Regions from separate parts of the Anas platyrhynchos genome. Here region 1 is linked to region 2. The links are chromatin contacts, called in public Hi-C maps. All regions are on one chromosome and are shown on one strand. The core of a region is the stretch at or near the end of the contact, and the rest is flanking DNA. Distances in the headings are between cores, read along the strand shown.

Region 1 (2,723 bases), core at 210-2,709, 38 kb after region 2:
CTGATTATTACAATGGGACTACTGAAAATAAGATATTATTAATGCGAAAGCAAGGGTAATACTCTAATGACACTGAGACTTCTGTCCTACAAAAACCAAGGCATAGCCATGGAAGGCTGTTGCACCTCATATGGGAGAAGTTACTTTACAGCTGAATAAATATTATGATGCTGTTGACAAACACTGTTCATAAATGGTCATAAACTGCCATTTGTGTGGGCAGTGTCTTCTCTCATCACCTTTAGCTGTTTTATTAAGAGAAGTAAGGATGATCACATGGAGTTAAGGCAGCTTTATACTCAGCCATCTTCTAACTCTGTTCAGTATTACCTTTTCATAGTACTGTCTTCTGTGAACACAAAACAGTATTGGACAGAACCGGGACCACTGCCTTTGTATTTTCTTCTTCTTTTGTCACATTTTTTTTTTTTTATTATTATTTTTTAATTTTCCAGTTTTCCCAAAGCAGCAATATAAAAATGGGGAAAATATAAAATGCAAGAAAAACCTCAAAATATCTTATTGGGAAATAATACTTTACCTCAGATTTTAGTTTTAGGAAATCAAAGCTGGAAGCAGAATTTCTAATTTTATTTAAATTGTATAAGCAAAATCTCAGTACAGCCATCATGTGTGATTTTTTGGAGATCATCATGAAGAAAGGACAGAAAGCAGGGCTATAGTTCTTGTGAAATATATGTTTTCTGAGGGATTATGAGAATTTTCTCATACTAGAAACACATGCTAACAGATTTTTACTTGAGAAATTTTCTAGTGTGTGAGAACTGAGAAGACATGCTCTCAATAATTTACTATTGTGTATTTTTGTTCTAAGAAAAACAAAAACAAACAACCACCACCACCACCACCAACAACAACAACAAAAAACAGGGAAAAATGCCTCATCTCATGCTCTGGTGCAGCACTGAGCAGGGTGGGGTTCTCAGCCACCAGTGGTCTGTAAGCCATCAACAGGTGGTCTGCAGAATGACCATAAAAATTAACTGTTTAAGGTCTAGATAGCCTCAAAGCTAGTTATATTAGTGATATTTCAAATTAAAATGTTTTTCAGTACAGTATTGTACTTCTAAGTATGTGAGACCTTGCTGGTCTGCTAATTCTCCACTTACAGCTGCCTAACCTTGAAAGGTGTATGTTAATTTGGAAGGATTTTTCAGGAAAGCTTTGTGCTCCTCCAGCTAGAAGAAAGCATAGAAACACTGTCCTAGGAGGTTGTGCTCAAAGCCAGGAGTTCAATAATACCAATCCCACACTCACCACATTTTGTAGACTTTGCATGTGGGGTTTTCATGTGCATATGTAGTTACTCTTGTGAGGGAGGCAAACATAAATGTCCTCAAAAGGCTTAAGGTCACAGATGAAACCTGCTTCAGCACCAATAGTCAAATAACTCAAATGTCTCTCTGATGGTTCCCACATCTGGTGTCTACCTGGTTTGATTGCAGTCACTTGACCTGTTTTTCACAATAGCATTTCACTTGGTCAAACTACTCTTTGGTTTTGTAACATCCAGTAATCAGTAACTACCAGCACTCAGCCTGCAGTACAGCCACAATGTGACCATGGGCCGTGTGACCATGGGCAGTTTTCCAATCTTTCTCTTCTTCATGGTGAACCATCATGACTCAACAACAGTCCCAAAAGATAGGATGCCCATAGTAAATATAGAAGTACCTAATTATCAGGATTTTTGCCTTGTTCTAGAATTAACAACATGCAAGTTATTCAGCATATATTTAAACTTACATAGAAAAAAAGATTCAGAAAGGCTGTTATACTACAAAAAACACTGAAGACCTGCAGATGGAGATGTCGGAAAGAGTGAGGTTATGTCACTGTGCTTCAGAGGCAAGTACTTTATAAAGACTGGAAAGGGCTATACTTTCTTCCAAATAGTTCCAAGACAGCCAAAAGAAGCCAATGATTATGCTTGTGCTGCATTCCATCTAGCAACTCAGGGCTTAAACATCCTCTCAAAATGTGAGAAACACAGACTTGTTCCTGTTTTTCAGTCTGACTTCGTGTCACCCTTTGCTTGAACACTGCCTAAACCTGTAAATATACACAATTCTGTACACTTTTTAAGCCTGTTTTTCATATCTGAATGAGTTCACTAACATGTGCATCTGGAACTGGCAAAAGCAAAAAATCTGCAATTAAGTATACTTGGGTTAATTTTTAACAATTTAGAATAAAGGTCAAAGTTTAAGTGTATGATATCAGTCATTTCTTCTGAAAACCTTTTCAAAACTGTAAGTATATAATTGTTTTACCCTGAGAATCTTTTCCTTTGTTGCAATCCAACATTAGTATATTTGCATTTGAGTAACAGTTTGAACTGTGTTTAGTAAAACATGATTTTAAAGTACTTTTTGCAACTAGAAAGATAAGTTAGTTAAAAGTTCTGACAGACACTATATTTGCTAATAATTAGTTACCTTGTGACTTTTAATCCTTTTTGTAAACAAAACATGGACTTAGCAGTTTACTCATATGTAAACTGAGCCAAATGGAAGATGCATTTTAAACTGGAAATAAGATGTTCCCTTGGGACTTAGGGAAGGCAATTTGCAGAATATTGCTTCCTAGAATTTTAAATCCAGATATTTGTATATCTTTTGTTCTACTTTTTGTTTATTAATTGTTAATTAATGTGATATTTATTAATTAATATTAATAAGTGGTTTAAACCTTTAATTTAT
Region 2 (2,899 bases), core at 122-2,621:
GTTGGTTAAACTACCAAATGGCTTCATAAATTGCCACCCTTGCCTGGGTAAGAGAGGGCAGATAGGAAAGTGCATACCAGAGACTTGGAAGACACAGAAATGGGGAATTCCCTGAACACTGTTGAAGTACTGTGCAAGTCTTGTAGTTCCTAGCCACCTTGTAACTACACTGTGAATCAACCATGTTGAGATAAAAGTAATAGTTGGGATGGATGTGTACCCAGGTACCTAGCAATGCCTCTGGGCTCAATCAGGATCCACTCAAGGAAAAGACCATGGCTGTTTTCAGTATGCACAATGCAGTGGTATACAGCAAGAACATAAGCCCAAATATATGGGTAATTTGCAATATAACTATAACCTACGCTTTTTTTTTTATTCTTGGATATAATACTTTTCATTCTTATCCCATCGTCTGTGTGGTTAAAGCTTTCTTTCCACCTGAAACATCCTGAAATAGAAATGACATCATTTATCATTGCCCAAGGAAGCACTCTTGACAGTTCTATTTGTTACCTCATTATCAGATCACAGTTGTGTCACTTCACATTAATTGTGCCTATCTGTACCAGCCTGGATTAGTTCTGCAGGGGCAATTTACAGTATCAGGGGTTGTTTTGCTGCTCTGTTGCCAGCTACCGGCTTCTGCTTGTCACCTGCACTGCCCCTGGACAGACTGTGACGTCTGAGGAGAAGGCTGGCTCCAGACAGGTCAAGCACAGAGCCACCTCAGCAAATTGTCTGGTTCGCAATTCAGCTTTGGGAAGTGATATTCTTTCAGGAAAGATTTTTTTTTCCCCATAGCATTATTTTTGTATGTGTGCTTGTCCCTTCCTCTTCTGCTTTCTAGCAATGGCTAAATAGTAAGTGTCACTCTGTCACTTTGTTTCCTGGTGTCCCAAACACTTGGAAATGATGTTCTCAGAACAATACTTCCTCTGAAATATATATATATTTTAAACTAGCCCTTTCAAAGTCAATGGAAATACTTCACTAGTAGGTCAGCAGAGAAGTAATGAACGAGATCTCATGAGAGTGGTCTCACTCACTGGACAGCAGAGGGCACACCATATTTCATAAGTCTCAGCCCTGTGGCATGTCGTACTGTGCAGATAGTCCTGCTAAATTAGCATTGTAGGGATTTTTCCTTCCCTAAGTATTGCAGGCTTTATAGGAACTGCTTTATTGAATGTCATGGAAGTCAGGGTTGGTGTCCACGGAACTAGCAGCAGAAAGTGCTACCTTTTCCTTTGGCAGGACAGTGGTGGCAGCAGCTCCCACGGGGCAGTGCCAGGCAGGGGATGAGTTCATCCAGGGAAGCTGCTAGGGAGCAGCAAGTGGCAGGACTATGGTGCAGGTTCAGGAGCCCAGGTGAAGATAAGGCTGGGCACAGGCACACCTGCAGCATGGTGTAGGCAAGGCTGCAAACCCCGGGCTGAAGTGACATGTGGCACCAAGGCACAGGGTGTGGTCCCAGGGCAGGCCAATAAGGTCTTCTGGTGCTCTCTATTGCCTCCCCACCCATCTGGGTGTACTAGTCTGAGCCATGGAGCTAGGCTGAGGACCCTGAAGCCAGCTGTGGAGAGTGAACTGCATGTCCCATGAAGAGTCCCAGAAGGGTAAGGGGGATTGGAGAGCTGATCAGGGAGCCTGGGATTGGTATGACCTGCAGGCAGGGTTCACCCTCACCCACAGGCACAGCCCTACACAGCTGTCAGCATGGAGAGGCTGCCTAGGGGTAGTGATGAGCCAGGTCCATCCAGGAAGTCCCATCAGGAGACATGACTCTAGCAGAAGTCCAAGATCCATCTAGAAGCCAGGTACAATAAAGTTCATGCCTGAGTATTAATAATAGGACTCCTGGGCAGAGGGTATGGGGGTGTGCAGGCAAAGCCAGTCATGGGAATTAAAGACTAACAGAAATGTTTTTATCAGTACAACTTATCTGCATATTTTACTTCCTTATCAATTCTTCCCAGCTCTTACTCATCTCATGATTCTCCTGGTTATCCACCTTGCATAAAAGTTAGTTTGCTTCTGGGATGCCTTTTGGAGTTAGGCAATGAATTTCTGATGAAATCAAGTCCAGGTGCAGTGTTAGGGGTAGTTTGCTGCAGGGGTTGCTGAACAGTGATATGATCCAACCACCAAATTGTTCTGATGCTTTCTCCCTGCCAAGTGTAGCATCAACCCAGGAGGCTACTGGTAGTTTAGAGCAGTCAGAGATGCCCCTTCATCCCCCTACCTGCGGACCGGGATTTTTATCCTCTGTTTTTATCCTTCCAGGTCTGGAAGAAATGATAAATAATATGTAAGTTAATTTTGTGGATAATGCTAAATCAGGTGCTTCAAATCTCTTGCTTCCACAGATCAGTTTTATTTGCCCATCCTAGCAATATTTCTAAAGCTGGTTCCAAATGGTCTTCTGTTGATGTGGCCAGGAACCTTAGCATATCAACAGAATTTACATAAAATCTTCAACAGTGATTTAGTCATGTACGTGTAATTCTCCCCAGGAGATTTTCATTTACTATAAAGATTTAACTTTTATTTTTTTTTCAAGCTTTATTATTTTCCCTGGCTTGTTTTGGAGGCACAAGGTAAGGAAAAAAAAAATATCCATACCACATGTTAACTGTTTTTAAAAGAATAGTTTAAAAAAACATAGCTTTTGATTCTTTCTTGCAAGCCCATGACGTTGCCAGTGGTTCTGATAGTAATAAGTTTTGATAGCTAAAACAAATAACATTTGCTCACATTTAACTTTACAGTTCCCTTATTGTAGTCTTGTCATGGAGCTAAACTTGTTTGTTGATAAATGAAACCATCAGAACAGACACAGAAAGTTCTGTGTACTGCTTTATTTTTTTTATCATTTCTCCAGGGGTTTATGGTGAAA

The links. A called contact is a pair of places that touch in the nucleus more often than the background predicts.
Region 1: a Hi-C map of skeletal muscle shows a contact between it and region 2, with 5 times the contacts expected there. The contact joins the promoter of IAPP here to the enhancer-like site in region 2. A contact is called at or near these places in 3 of 8 Hi-C or Micro-C datasets (F5 follicle, liver and skeletal muscle).

Annotation. Positions count from the first base shown.
Region 1 is chr1:77,719,702-77,722,424 of IASCAAS_PekinDuck_T2T, forward strand. IAPP (islet amyloid polypeptide) reads right to left here and starts at 1,460. Exons shown (of 5, transcript XM_038173009.2): 1 at 1,279-1,460. All of the region lies in intron 1 of SLCO1A2 (solute carrier organic anion transporter family member 1A2), which reads left to right.
Region 2 is chr1:77,682,235-77,685,133 of IASCAAS_PekinDuck_T2T, forward strand. No RefSeq gene overlaps it. Among named protein-coding and RNA genes, the nearest start is that of SLCO1A2, 9.6 kb to the right of the region's middle. Within about 2 kb of position 1,372, at least 1 of the 8 cell types and tissues checked has an H3K27ac peak or open chromatin away from gene starts, as enhancers often do.